Regions from separate parts of the Sus scrofa genome. Here region 1 is linked to region 2. The links are chromatin contacts, called in public Hi-C maps. All regions are on one chromosome and are shown on one strand. Each heading gives the region's core, a stretch centred on a gene start, on an enhancer-like site or on the middle of the called end of the contact. The rest is flanking DNA. Distances are from core to core; before and after follow the strand shown. Region 1 holds the start of PAIP2B (polyadenylate-binding protein-interacting protein 2B). Region 2 overlaps DYSF (dysferlin).

Evidence for each region. A called contact is a pair of places that touch in the nucleus more often than the background predicts.
Region 1: a contact with region 2 is called in a Hi-C map of retroperitoneal adipose tissue, with 1.6 times the contacts expected there. The contact joins the promoter of PAIP2B here to the enhancer-like site in region 2. A contact is called at or near these places in 14 of 47 Hi-C or Micro-C datasets (adipocytes, brain, embryonic fibroblasts and 9 more) and 1 of 2 datasets of contacts at active chromatin or transcription factors (skeletal muscle).

The regions. Positions count from the first base shown.
Region 1 is chr3:71,447,314-71,454,593 of Sscrofa11.1, forward strand. It overlaps PAIP2B (polyadenylate-binding protein-interacting protein 2B), which reads left to right and starts at 5,440. Exons shown (of 4, transcript XM_013996061.2): 1 at 5,440-5,640.
Region 2 is chr3:71,198,476-71,205,414 of Sscrofa11.1, forward strand. It overlaps DYSF (dysferlin), which reads right to left. Exons shown (of 57, transcript XM_013996042.2): 4 at 1,998-2,103. Among named protein-coding and RNA genes, the nearest start is that of DYSF, 36 kb to the right of the region's middle. Within about 2 kb of position 1,281, at least 13 of the 83 cell types and tissues checked have an H3K27ac peak or open chromatin away from gene starts, as enhancers often do. A contact at or near this core is called in retroperitoneal adipose tissue, where this site is marked.

The DNA.
Region 1 (7,280 bases), core at 4,190-6,689, 250 kb after region 2:
AGCCACAGCAACATCAGATCCCGAGCCGCATCTGTGACCTACATCACATCTCATGGCAACATCAGAGCCTTAACCACTGAGCGAGGCCAGGGATCGAACCCGCAACCTCATGGTTCCTAGTCGTATTTGTTTCCACTGCGCCACGACAGGAACTCCAGAGTCACGTGACTCATGCCCTAGCTCCAAGTTTGCCTCCCAGTACATCTTCGTCCACCTGAACACTGTCCGCCACACAGTGATGACCAAACAGAGCATCTCATTCAGAGATTCAAGGAGAATTGACCATCAGAGTTTCTTTGCCTCTGCAGAGCTCCTCATCACTGCAGGGTTTGTGTTTAGCAGTTTATTCCCTCGCTCCAATCAGGGCACCCCCACCATGTTCCCACATCCCCCTGAACTACTAACCTGCATAGTCATGATGCCGCAACAACCCTCATAGCCACGACCTAGAGCCTTCAAACCCACCAGATCAGCCTGTGGTTCAGAACGGAGACAATAATTGAGACAAGGATTGTTCACTTTCATTTGATTCCTTCCTTGGGAATCAACTATAGCACCCTCTGAATTTTACTTTCAAACTGTTTCCATCCTTGCCCCCCTCAGCTTTGACTCTTGACTTTACTCCCATTTGAGGCTCTGTGCTTTCCCTTTGGAATCAATGAATGAACTTGGCTTTCTGAGTTTGACCCATCGAGTTCTTAAAGACTCTGCTTTGTCCTCCCTGCTCTGGAACACCGGCGACCATGGGTGAGGTCCGACTGTGGTGACAGACAATTCCAAGATCACAGAGCCTTAAGACAACAAAAGTTTGCCACTCATTCTATATGTCCAGGATGATGCACCAGGGGGCGCCGCTCATTGTTGTTACTCAGGAGATCCAAGGGGATGGCGGCTCCATCTCAACACCTGTTACATGATCACCGTGGTAGGAAAATGTGGCATATAATGTGCTGGCTCTTAAGATACCCAGAAATAACACATACTGCCTCCAATCACCTTTCACTGGCCAAAGCAAATCACATGTCCATGCCTAACTTTAAAAGTGGAAGAAAACCGCAAACTACCATGAGTCTCCTGAATCAGTCCTTGCCTGCTCCCCTTCTGAAAGCGGAGATTTAGATACCCAGAGGCCCAGATTTACAGCTGGAGGACAAATACCAAAGCTGTGTCCAAGGAAGGGTGCCAGGGCTGAGGAACTCCGCCACATCTAGTCATCATGCAAGGAGCCAGAGGCAAAGAAACAGGATCCTGAGACAAGGTCAGGGAGCAGGGGAACATGAGAGTAAAAGCCAGCCGGGCAGATGCCGCAAATAGAAACTCCGTAAACAAGGTCCCATATTCACACCTTAGGGTTTTCTAATTAAATCTCTTTAATCAAAGTAATGCCTACACATGTTTTATAAAATCATTTGGTTTTCCAAGGTTTTCCATGAAAATTACCAGTCCCCTCCTCCATCCTTGAGGCAAACTTTTTTTTTAAACTTTTTAACTTTTGATATACGTATCCTCATATATTAATCATTGGGTTATATATATATCCTTGATTTTTTTTTTAGGTTTAGACTATCTGTTTAGTCTATCTAGTGCCTTTCTGCTATGAAATAAAAGCAAGTGACTCTTCTATGCCACTGCATACTTTCCCTCTCCCTATCCTCCCAGTGTTAAGCCATATTCAGTGTCAACATGATTCTAACTGTGTAAATATTTTCATAGAGACAACAGAACAGAGTGAGAGTAAGACCTCTGGAGAGAGATTATCTGGATTTGATTCCTGCCTCCACCCCTAGTTGTGTGTAATAGGCGAAATAATGTTTCCTCAAAGATGCCTACGCCCTGGTTTCCAGAATCTGTGAGTATTTTACTTTACATGGTAAAAGGGACTTTGTGGATGTGCTTAAGGATTTAGAGATGGAAAAATTCTTTTGAATTACCAGGTGGGCCCAGTGTAATCACCAGGATCCTGTTAAAAAGAAGGTTGAAGAATTAGAGTCAGAGAGAGAAGATGTAAGGATGGAAGCAGAGGTCAGAGGGAGAGAAGATGCTACCCTGCTGGCTTCGAAGATGGAGGAAGGGGCCATGAGCCATGAGGAATGCTAGTGGCCTCTAGAAGATAGAAAAAGCCAGGAAATTGGAGTCTCCCTTAGAGCCTCCAGGTAGAACACAGGACTGCCAATGTCTTTTTTTTTTTTTTTTTTTTTTTTGTCTTTTGTCTTTTTGCCTTTTCTAGGGCAGCACCTGCAGCATATGGAGGTTCCCAGGCTAGGGGTCTAATCGGAGCTGTAGCTGCGGGCCTACACCAGAGTCACAGCAATGCCAGATCCGAGCCGCATCTTCGACCTACACCACAGCTCACAGCACCGCCAGATCCTTAACCCACTGAGCAAGGCCAGGGATCGAACCCGCAACCTCATGGTTCCTAGTTGGATTCGATAACCACTGAGCCACAGTGGGAACTCTAGGACTGCCAATGTCTTGATTTTAGCTCATGGAAATAATTTTGGACTTCCAGCCTCCAGAACTGTAAGATAATAAACCGCTGTTCTTTTAAACAAGTTGGTGGCAATTTGTTATAGCAAGAAGAGGGAATGAATACACTGTGTGACCTTCGACAAGGCTTTAACCTCTTCACCAAAGAATTCTTATCTGCAAAATGAGTTATTGAGGATGAAATGAGTAAACAAATGTAAAACATGTAGAACAGTGCCTCACACACAGTAAGGGCCATATATATGTTTGCTATTATTGTTTGTAGCTAAGCCACCAAGAGTAGTATGATTACGTGCCTTTTCTTTTGTCTTTTTCTGGCACTTATAATTCCCTCTTAATTTCCTGGCTTTTTCTATCTTCTAGAGGCCACTAGCATTCCTCATGGCTCATGGCCCCTTCCTCCATCTTCGAAGCCAGCAGGGTAGCATCTTCTCGCCCTTCTTGTTTCTACCATGAATGGATAGTACAATTATCTTGAGAGGAGAAGCAAAGAGCCCTTACCCTTGAGCCCGATGCTGAGCCAAGTAGTCTTTTCTTTTCTTTTTTTTTTTTTTTAGGGCCACAATGTCAGCATTTGGAAGTTCCCAGGCTTCGGGGGGGAGGTGTCCAATCAGAGCTACATCTGCCAGCCTACACCACAGTCACAGCAACACAGGATCCAAGCCACATGTGTGACCTTCACCACAGCTCATGGCAACGCCGGTCCTTAAGCCATTGAGTGAGACCTGGTATCGAACCTGCATCCTCACAGATACTAGTTGGATTCATTTCTGCTGAGCCATGATGGGAACTCCCTGAGCCATGTATTCTTGGGACCCCAAAAGATATCCAGGATGGCCTCTTGGGTGGCTTCAGCTGGTACAAGATCCAGCTGGTGTGTACAGTAATTACTTTAGCTGATCTAGTTTTCTCCCAGGAATGTCTCTGGATTGTGAAGAGAGAGAACAAAATAAATATCCTCTCTGGTTTGAAGTTTTGTCTGATTAAGTAATCTAAAGCGAACATGCAAGAAATGCTTAGTTTTTTCAGAGAAAAAAAAAAGCCTGTCTGCATGATAGCCTCCCCTTTACCCTCCATGGTTTCTTTTCCTAAGGTATCCTTCAGGTGCACCGTGCGAGAGGGGCTTACATGATATAGCTTTGGAAAACAGATCTTCAGGTTCACATAGTATCTTTGCACGATCAGAATTACTCTTTGATCATCAAAGGACACTATCAACAGAGAAAGGCAACCCACAGAAGGGAAGAAGGTATTTGCAAATCATATATCTGATAAAGGATTACTATTCAGATATACACAGAACTCATGCAATTCAAAAGCAAACAACAACAAAACCAACCTGATTTTAAAATGTGCAAAGGATTTGTATAGATATTTCTCCAGAGAAGATATACAAATGTCCAAAAAGCACATGAAAATGTGCTCAACATCACTAGTAATTGGAAAAATGTAAACCCAAACTATAATGAGATACCACTTCACATTCATTAGAATAGCTACTATTCAAAAAAAAAAAATCAGGAAATAGCAAGGGTTGGCAGGATGTGGAGAAATTGGGAAACTTGTTCACTAACAGTGAGAATGTAAAATGTTGTAGCCTCTGTAGAAAACAGTGGTTCCTCCAAAAATTAAACATAGAATTACCATATGACCCAACAATTCTTCTTCTGAGTATATACCTAAAAGAACTGAAGGAATGAAAGGATATAAACATATACAACCATAATAGCATTACTCACAATACTCAAACTCTATTGGCAGGTTAATGGATAAATAAAAGGTGGTACACAATTAAATATTCAGCTTTAAAAAGCAATGAAATTCTGATACATGCTATAGTGCTCTAACATGGGTGAACCTTGAAGATATTATATTTAGTGAAATGTCATACACAAAAGGACAAATATTGCATAACTCCACTTATATAAAGTATCTACAAGAGTCAAACTCATAGACTCAAAACATAGAATGGTGATTTCCAGGGGATGAGGGAAGAGGAGATGGGACGTTATTGTTTAATGGGTGCAGAATTTCAGTTTGGGATGATGAAATCATTCTGGAGGTAGAGAGTGGGGACGGTTGCACAATAATGTGAATATACTTAATGCCCCTGAAACGTGTAGTTAAAATATCTAAAACAGTAAAAATTTATGTTATGTGTATCTTACCACAGTAAAAATAAAAGAGATACGCTTCGAGGAGGGAGAACTCATTGTCACTGCTGTGGCTCAAGTTACAAAAAAAGAAAAAGGAGAAATTCCCATTTCCAGAAGAATAAAATTCAAAGTCCTTAGAAGCAACGATTGGACAACTTAAGTCCAAAGGGAAAGTAAGGTTTTATTTTTTAAAACACTCAAGAAGCAGGATTTGTCTCTAGAAATGTGGGAGTCCTTCTGCTTCCCTCCAGCCTTTCCAAGGAGCCCTACTCCCCAAATTTCCACAACAGAGGCTGCTTCAGTTTTAAGTCAGTTTTGCTCAAGGCACCTCCCTTGGTAATTGACAGCTGGGGAAATCCCACTGAGGTCCGCCCACAGGCCCCTCTTCGCTAGACTGAGTGGCGCAACCGGTGGGAGGAGCTGCTGGCTCAGCCAATGGAAGGAAACCGGAGCAAGAGCTTGTGTAAACAAACCCAGAGGTGCTGCGCCTTGGGCTCCTCCCCCACGTGGGGGCCAGAGGGATCCCTGGCCCAGGGCCGATCCTGGACTAGCGTAGCGTCTTTTCAGCCAATCAGAGCTCATGTCTCTCGCAAGGCGACGCTCCATCCCTAGGGAAAGAACCAAGGGAGCGAAAAGACAGACATTAATACCAATCGGAAGCTGGAACTTCTGAGGGAGGGGGCGGGAATTGCTTCACGTTTAGACCAATAAGAAGCACACGTGCCGTTCTAGGCGACTGAGCGGCATCCTCCTACGTCCAATAGACGAATGGGGCGGTGCCCAGCAACCAATGGCTTCGGTTCGGGGGCGGGGTGAGGAGCTAGTGTGGTGTAAGAGGTAACCTGGCGAGTGGCAGCAGCGCTCCTCGGGTCCTGTGGCTCACGCTTTGGTACTAGAGGCCGGACTGTTCTGGCGACCGCGACCTCTGCGGCAACGGCTGAAGTTCTCGGAGGAGTATCGGAGTACGGTCTGGAGGAGAGGCTTCTGGTCTGCCCAGGTGGGCTCGGTCGCCCGGGCTGCCGGGGAGGAAACCTGAGGGAAGCGCCGTTCTGTCGACTCTGGGGGTGCCCTGCGCCTCCTTTTCCGCCGCCGTCGGGATTGTGAGGGGCTGCGCGCGGCTTCCTGAGCTCCTGAGGGGAGGGTTAGCAGACAGGTCCCATGTCGCAGTCATCGGCGAGAAGGGGCGGTCGCTGGGATCAGCCCCTGTTCCTCGGGGGTGCTGGGCGGTCTTTAGTCCCTTTCTCCCCCAACAGGCGCACTAGTCTTCCACCCTCAACTTCCCTGAACCCTCTTAATCCCCTTCTAACGGACTAAAATCTCTGTCTTGCGAGTCCTCTTAACTGCCCCGGTGCTACACTGCTAAGCAAATTGGCTAGTACTGCCTCCTCGCGTCCTCTTCCCAGAGATAGGAAGGGGGAGGAGTCGCGCACGTTCGCCCCTCCCCCATTCAAGGCGCCCCCGGACCCCCCCCCCCGCATTATTTGCTTTTCTTAAACTCCTTCTGCTTCCTCTGCTACTCTAGTCCTCTTTCTTGACACCTAATTTGAGTTAGGAACCTTGGCCACTTCTCTTCCTTTCAGCCAGTAAGTCCTTTACTCCTTCCCACCCCCCTAAATTTCATTCTCACCTTTCATGGAAACTAACATTTTCCACTCGCCCCTTACAGGCAGCTGGAAGGTGAACGCGAGAGAGGAAGAATACACTGTACAGGGAACTTTGCAAGGTTGGGAACTTTTAATCGGTTTTGTTAATGGTAAACCATTCTTGCCTTTCTTAAAAAGGCATCTGATCATTATATCCTTGCCGGAATCTTTGTCCCATTACAGTTGTTTTGGTAATAATTTTTGAACATGCAGACGAGAAGGGTTATTGGCAGCAAGAAATTTTAAATGTTATTTTTAAGTAGATAGAATTGGATTATACTTGAAACAGCTTAACGGCGCTTCTAGAGTTTGCAGGGTAAGTAAGGACTTGACCATCCTACTTTGTCATAACATATAGGATACACATTAGCTGTATTGCACAATGTGATTTGATCTCACTCAGCCTGTGGATAATATAGCATTGACTCTGTTTAAAAACAGCATTGTTTATTCCCCTTTCACAATTTGTGTTCACCTTCATAGTTATCAGTTTGGATTTCAATAGTGTTGGTTCTATCCATATGTTTCTAGATAGAAGTACCAATTATGTTGTGCCTAAATAAAATATGCCAAGAATTTTATGAGGAAAAGGTAACTTATTGTACTCAGTTTTGATTGAGACTTTAGAGTTTTGAAAATATTAGTGTATTTGTTTGACAGTGAGGATTTTGTTGGTAGGGATGGAGGAAATTGAAGTATTGGGTTAAGCCTGATGGGTCCTTTAGCCTGTGTGCGTGGGGATGGGGTGAGGGAGAAAGAACACACACGTGTACAAAACCTTGTAGATTCTAACAGTGCTTAGTTCCATGACTTTATGTGAATTGAAATTGGTTTTTCTAGTTTTTAGTGGGGCGATGTAAGCAGTGAGTTTAACATCATCTCCACTGTGTTTTGGCCAGAATTTTGCAAGCTTTTGTGAAAAATTCTTATTTTTTCCTTACACTATTTGTGACATATATATCAATATGCTTCCTTGTATTTTACTATGGTAAGA
Region 2 (6,939 bases), core at 31-2,530:
ACAGACAGAGCGTGGGAACACAGAACGAGTGAAGGAGGCATGGAGGGGCATCCAGGGAGTCACAGGGAGGCTGAGCCCCATGGACAGGTGTCTCATGGGCTGGGTGGGCCTTTGAGCTCAGAGGGGAGCAGGGGCAGGAAGACTGGCAGGAAACAGGAGCATCGTGGATGCGCAGAGAGCAAGAGGGAAGAGACGCTGGAGCGGCTGAGGTTAGAAAGGCTGGTTGGAGGCATTGGGGGCCTGACACACAGCAAAGCAGATGGTCCCATTCCTGAGATGCAGTGGAGAAGCACCGAGCAGATCCCCTAACTCAAAAGTCCTCTTTCCCCAGCTGCTTCAATGCCTACCCCTCCTCTGTTAGCACCCGCGTCCCCAGAGCTAGCTCTGGGGTCCTCCGGATCCCTGGAAGGCGTAGCCCAGAGCCCTTCCCAACCTTCAGTTGCTGATAACCAGAAAAGACCCTTAAAAAGAGTGACATTTTCTAGGGAGGTAGTTGTTGTGGACCTTGGCAAGGATAATCCTAGGGCCTGAAGCTATACTCGACTACATAATGAGAGAAAAATGAAGCTCAAAAAAGGCTGAGAGTGAAAGAAATGTAACCTGAGACTCGTAATGACATGGCTGCGTGTACAAAACCATGTTGAAACAGCAAAATAATGGAGAATTAAGGAACTACAAAGAGTATTTGACTTTTGTGCAGAAAGAAGTGGACTATACACAATTCCGTAAGTAAAATACCCAGAGCTTGAATACAGATTTTTAAAAACTCAAATCTGAGTTCAAGAAACTGCTTGTATTAAGTGGCCTTAAAACTTTCTCTAGTCAAAAACTGTTCTCACACGTGAATAAAATTATTTGCATCTATGCAAATGTCAAAAAAAACAAAAACAAAAACCCTCTGGAGAGTTCAAAGGGAGGACAAAAAAGATTCGGAAGGTGATAGAGACCACCTCAGAGAACCCTGCAGAATAGTCTACCAGCAGTCACTGCCTGAGGAAGGAAGGGCATTTCTCAGATGGGAGCTGTCCTGCCATCACTGCCCAGCCTAAGACACCTTAGGGGAAAATTCCCGCACTGGACGGGCAGGGATCCAGGGGTCCATTCAAGTCCCTTCCAGCCCTGACTGCTCAGGAGATGTGCCCCCTGTCTCATGGTCCCGTCGAGACCCCCATTCACTGAGTGACTTGCTCAGTCACTCTTGCTCCAGCTCCCAGTACCCTGTAGTGGTTCCCTCCAGAGCTCTGCCCAGACAGACACTTCCTGACTCACCAAGCCAGCCAAGTGCCCCCGACCTCACACACACGCGCGTGTGCGTGCACACACACACACACACACACACACACACACACGTGCGCTCGAGCCATGGGGCAAGTTAGCCACCCTCTGAGAGGCGCCCCAGGGCCCCGCTGGGAGGAAGTACTTCCAAAGTGATGCTTCCCCCCAAGTGCATTCTGGGAGGTGGCGCTGACTCAGAGGAAGGTCAGGAACTCTACTGACCATGAAGAAATAACTGCGCGGGGTATATTTAGCTCACTAAAAATAACGGGAGGCCAGGGATCTGGGAATTGTCCGGGAGGACTGGGAGAGCCCTGGGAAGAGCAGGAGGGACAATGGAGGAGGAGAAGAGGGGACGCCTGCCTCTCTTCCCTCTGGTCTGTGACCCAGATGACTCAGCCATTCTGGATCCCGGGAAGGGGGCTGCAGGGTGAGGAAGGGCTTCCAGGGAGATGGGATGCTTGGCACGACATGGGGTTTCCAGTGGGGGAGGTGACACTGGGACATGCTGATTGGAAGTAAGGCTGATTGTGCCCTGAAAGTGGGGCTCCCCCCTCCCCCTCCCACCCCTTCCACTCCCATCCCCTCCCGGGCACCCCAAGCTCCAGGGCCAGGGAGGACCAGGCCTGGTTGCTGGGAGCTGGACTCTGACACACCACTGGGTCGAGAAGGCAAGGCCTCAGACAGACACGGGCCGGATGCAGAGGCCAGCGAACACTTACCCCTGTGGGCTGCTTCTTAGTGTCCAGCAGTGGGGCATTGAAGCTGGCGGACAGGCTGGGGGTGGCGAGAACCTCCCGGAGTGGGACGTTGGCTTCCCCCAGGAACCTGAGAAGAGGGGAAAGGAGAATGAAGACAACCAGCCAAATGTGCCCAGGTCTTCTCCACCACCACCATCTGACAGACACTCCGCCAGCAAGCCGATCTGCCTGGAACACCTAGGATCCCTCGAGGCTGCCCCACACCCCTGCCCCGGTTACCCCCTCACCATCCCTGGAGGGCCAGGCCCCGTCCCTGCACAGGAAGGATAAGAGACACTTTCCCCCAAGGTCACCTTCGATCCCTTCTGTCCCTGCCCTTTGACCTCTTCTGGCCCAGCCCTGCCACCCCCGCCCCCACCCTGCCTGCCTGAACAACCCATCAGATCAGCCTCCCCTGAAAGCAGCGCAGTTTCTCCACCATCACATCTTTGCTCCTCTGCCTCACAGCCTAACTGGCCACACGGGCCATCTCTACTGGTTTCCCAGACCCGGACCACCAATGATAAGAAGTGAAAAATACATAGACCTTCCTGTCATCAGGGATGGAGAGGAAAGAAAATTGGGGCAGGGGAGGCATGCCCCACTTCCAAGAGAGGCCCAGGACTGTCACCCGACACACACCTGAAGCCACATCTCTGACTGAGGAGAGGGGCCCCTAAACAGATGGGCTCTCAGGAAAGAGAAGATCACCATGTGACGGTGAGTGAAGGGCGAGTGCCAGGGAAAGGTTGCAGCCCTAAGCTAGGAAATGAGCAGACTGCGTTCCGCAGCAGCAGCGGGAAATCAGGGCAGAGAGTGGCCAGTGTCAATCAGAAATGTCGCCTGGCGCCTGCACTGGACATCAACATGCTTCCTGTGCATTACTGTCAGGACACAAACAATGACCTTAATTTTTTTTTTTTCCTGATGGATAAATGGCACACCTATTACCTGGAACCTTCCTTTTACTGGCCTCTGTGACAACTGATTTGAATATGAGTTTTTATGACTTATGAAATAAAGCTTCAGTCTTGACCTAATTAGCTGAATATGAAAACTGCTCACAATGAGGTATCTTTCACATCCATTACAACTACCAAAAAACAAAAACAAAAGCAAAAAAGCAAATGTTGGCGGGCACATTAGGAAACCGAAACCCTTGAGCACCCCTGGTTGGAATGGAAAATAGTGCAGCAACTATAGAAAACAGCATGGCAGTTCCTCAAAAAAATTAAATATAGAATTACCACATGATTCAGCAATTCCACTTCTGGGTAAATATACAAAAGCATTGAAATAAGGCATTCAAAGAGATATTTGTACATCCGGGTTCATAACAGCATTTTTCATAGTTGCCCAAAGGTGGAAGCAACTCAAGTGTCTATCAACAAATAAACAGATACATAAATGTGGTATCTGTATACAAAGGAGTATTACTGAGCCTTAAAAAAGAAAAAATTCTGACACTTGCTACAACATAGATGAACCTTAGAGATATTATGCTAAGTGAAATAAGACAGACACAAAAAGACAAATACTATATGGTTCCACTTATATGAGTGACCTAGAGTAGTTAAATCCATAGGGACAGAAGGCAAATTAGTGGTTATCTGGAGCTGGGGGCTGGGGGATGGGGAAGTCATTATTTAGTGGGTACCAAATTTTAGTTTGGGAAGATGAAACAGTTCTGGAGATGGACAGTGGTGATGGTTCCACAATATTGTGAATGTGCTCAATGCCACTGAACTGCACATTTTAAAAAGTTAAATGAGGGAGTTCCCGTGTGGCTCATCAGAAGCAAGTCTGACCAGTATCCATGAGGATGCAGGTTCAATCCCTGGCCTTGCTCAGTGGATCCAGCGTTACCTTGACCTGTGGTGTAGGTCTCAGATGCGGCTAGGATCTGGGGTTGCTGTGGCTGTGGTGTAGGCTGGCAGCTGTAGCTCCAATTCGACCTCTAGCCTGGGAACCTCCTTATGCCACAGGTGCAGCCCTAAAAAGACAAAAAAAAAAAAAAAAGTTAAATGGGTGATCCCCCTGTGCACAGCAGGTTAAAGGTCTGGCGTTGCCACAGTTGCAGCTCAGATTCAATCCCTGGCCCAGGAACTTCCATATGCCACGGGTGTGGCCATAAAAAACTAAAAATAAAATGGTTAAATGGTTAAGTTTTGTTATGTATGTTTTACTGTGATAAAAATAAATCAATAAATAAATCAGCTGCTATAAATAAATAAATAAATATAAATAAATAAACAAATACAGCTAGGAATCATTTTTTTTTTTTTTTTTTTTTGGTCTTTTTTGCCATGTCTGGGGCCACTCCCTCAACATATGGAGTTTCCCAGGCTAGGGGTCTAATCGGAGCTGTAGCTGCCAGCCTATGCCACAGCCACGGCAACACAGGATCCCAGTCATGTCTGCGACCTACATCACAGTTCACAGCAACGCCGGATCCTTAACCCACTGAGCAAGGCCAGGGATCAAACCCACAACTTCAAGGTTTGTTAACCACTGAGCCATGACGGGAACTCCTAGGAATCACATTTTGTAGCATTTGGACTTGTCCGCAGAATAGAGCAGGCTTGTCCATAAGCTGCTAAACCAGGCCCTCCTGAGTGTCTCCATCCCAGAGCCAGCAAGGGAAAGACCCCTGTCACCCGTATGTTGACTGAAATGTCCTTGCAACCCCAGCAATGTCAAAAACAACCCAGACTGTAGGTGTAGAATGCCCACACTGTAAGCAGATAAGGTAAGGGATCCCCAGAGAAAGAAAACCAGGCATGTCTTTCTTTTTTTTTTTTTTTTTTTTTTTGTCTTTTTAGGGCTGCACCTGCAGCATATGGAGGTTCCCAGGCTAGGGGTTGAATGTGAGCTGTAGCTGCCAGCCTACGCCACAGCCACAACGTGAGATCCAAGCTGCATCTGCAGCCTACACCACAGCCTTCGGCAAAGCCGGATCCTTAACCCACTGATAGGGGCCAGGGATTGAACCCGCATCCTCGTGGATACTAGTTGGGTTCATTACCACTGAGTCACAACAGGAACTCCCAGGTATGGCTTTCTTCACATGAGAAGCCATTTTTGTCCTAAATCATTTTGTGATCTAAGCCTGGCCACAATGCTGGTCCCTGAACAGGTCTTAGTAACAAAGGTCTTAAGAGAATAAAAGGACAACTTATTAGGCAAGAGAAGTAACAATAGCAAAGATAGCAGATCAGTCGTGAAGAGTCTCAGTTCTATTTCAATGGTAAAGACTAGCCTAAAGCCCTGTCTTGAGCTGTTTTGCAAAACTGAAGTCCCCCCTCAGACGCTCAACCACCAGATCCACTGGAATCTAAGGAATGATGCCCCTCAAGCTTTTGATCTACTAAAGCTTGGACTCTGCCTACTGCCCAAGCCCTTTCATGAATACGCAAGTACCCTTAGCTTAAAATGTCCTCAATTTTGCCGATTTTGCCATTCCGGGAGACACTAATTTGGGAAAGACCCTCAGTGCTCTCCTCACTTGCTGTAATAATAAATCCTTCCGCTCCCGATCTTTGACTTTGTTGTGGTTTTTGGCTCAATATCCACCAAGAGGCAAAGCCAGTTTCTGGGTAACAATGGGACATTGAGAAACTGAGGCAGCAGAGCAGTGGGACTTGCTTGAGCAGGTAGAGATGGTGGACTCTGCCCCGGAACTTGTGAAAAGAAAATCAAAATAGAGTCAGTATCGATAAGAGAGCTCTCTAAAATGGAACTGGGAGGTCAGGAATGAAATGTGACTTAGACACATCTGGGCTTGGATGGAATCTGACCTTCTGACTTAATGAAGTCATTCAGAAACCTCCCAGAAACTCAAATGATTTATAGGACCCTTACCCTAAAAGAACTCATGGGAGTCTACCCTAAAACCACTTGTGATTCCTTAAGGACAAATACTTTGAGTCGATCACACTTCTCACCAGGTAACTTTTACCCATCTCCTGGCTTTTTGCTTTATAAGCCCTCTTTCTCTCAACAGTTACCCGATTTGTGTCTCCTGAATCACAACTCTTAAGATCCCAAATAAACGCTTTTCTTATTTGCAGCCTCCTGCATTGTTTTTTGGTTGAAAAACTCAGTCCCCAGATTCCTCGTGGCAACTCCAGGCAATTTTGAGGCTTCAAGAGCTGGGGCTGCAGGAGGCAGGGGGGTCAGGGGAGCAGAGGACGGCAGGCCTGGCGGTGCAGACAACTAGGTGGCCAGTCCAGGCTCTGCTTTGGACCCGGAAGGCTGTGGCCAGACCACAGAGGGTCAGGGCGCACAGAGTAAAACCCAGCCTCGGCCACCCGCATCCGCAGGCTGCCCGCCCAGCCCTCTGCCCAGAGAATTCCCGGAACCGGGGCGGGAACAATGGGAGGAAATGCAGGAGGAAATGCCGGCCCCACCCCTGCCAGCCCAGGCACCTCCGGGCGAGTGGCCGAGCGACCGTGGCCAGCAAGACTGCTTGTCATTTCCTCCCTTAAACGTCTTGCTGAACCAAGAAATACCCCTACTTCCCAGACTGCGTTGGGGTCAGTCCCTTCACAGCCCCTACTCCGCTGGCAGGAAAGACCAGAGGCAGGCTGCCTGTCCCTGAGCCTAAAAAGCAGGCTGTGAGCTCAAGTTCAAGTCCCACCCAGAGAGGCAGAGCGTCCCTTGAATGTGCAGCCCCGCCCAACTGTGGGGGAGGGGATGGGGAAGGGGAAAGGAAGGAAGGGGAACTGGTCTGAGGCCGCTCTTCATTCATTCATTTCACGGAGGATGGAGAGGACTGGTGTTATTCAGGGGGAAAAGACCTGAGGGAGGGGGGCTCTCAGACCCTTGAGGAGATCCGCCCCATCCTGAGATCAAGGCTGAGACACAGACCCTGGGGACCAGGGGCCTTCTGGACATCAGGGATGCTCCACACTGCATGGGTACC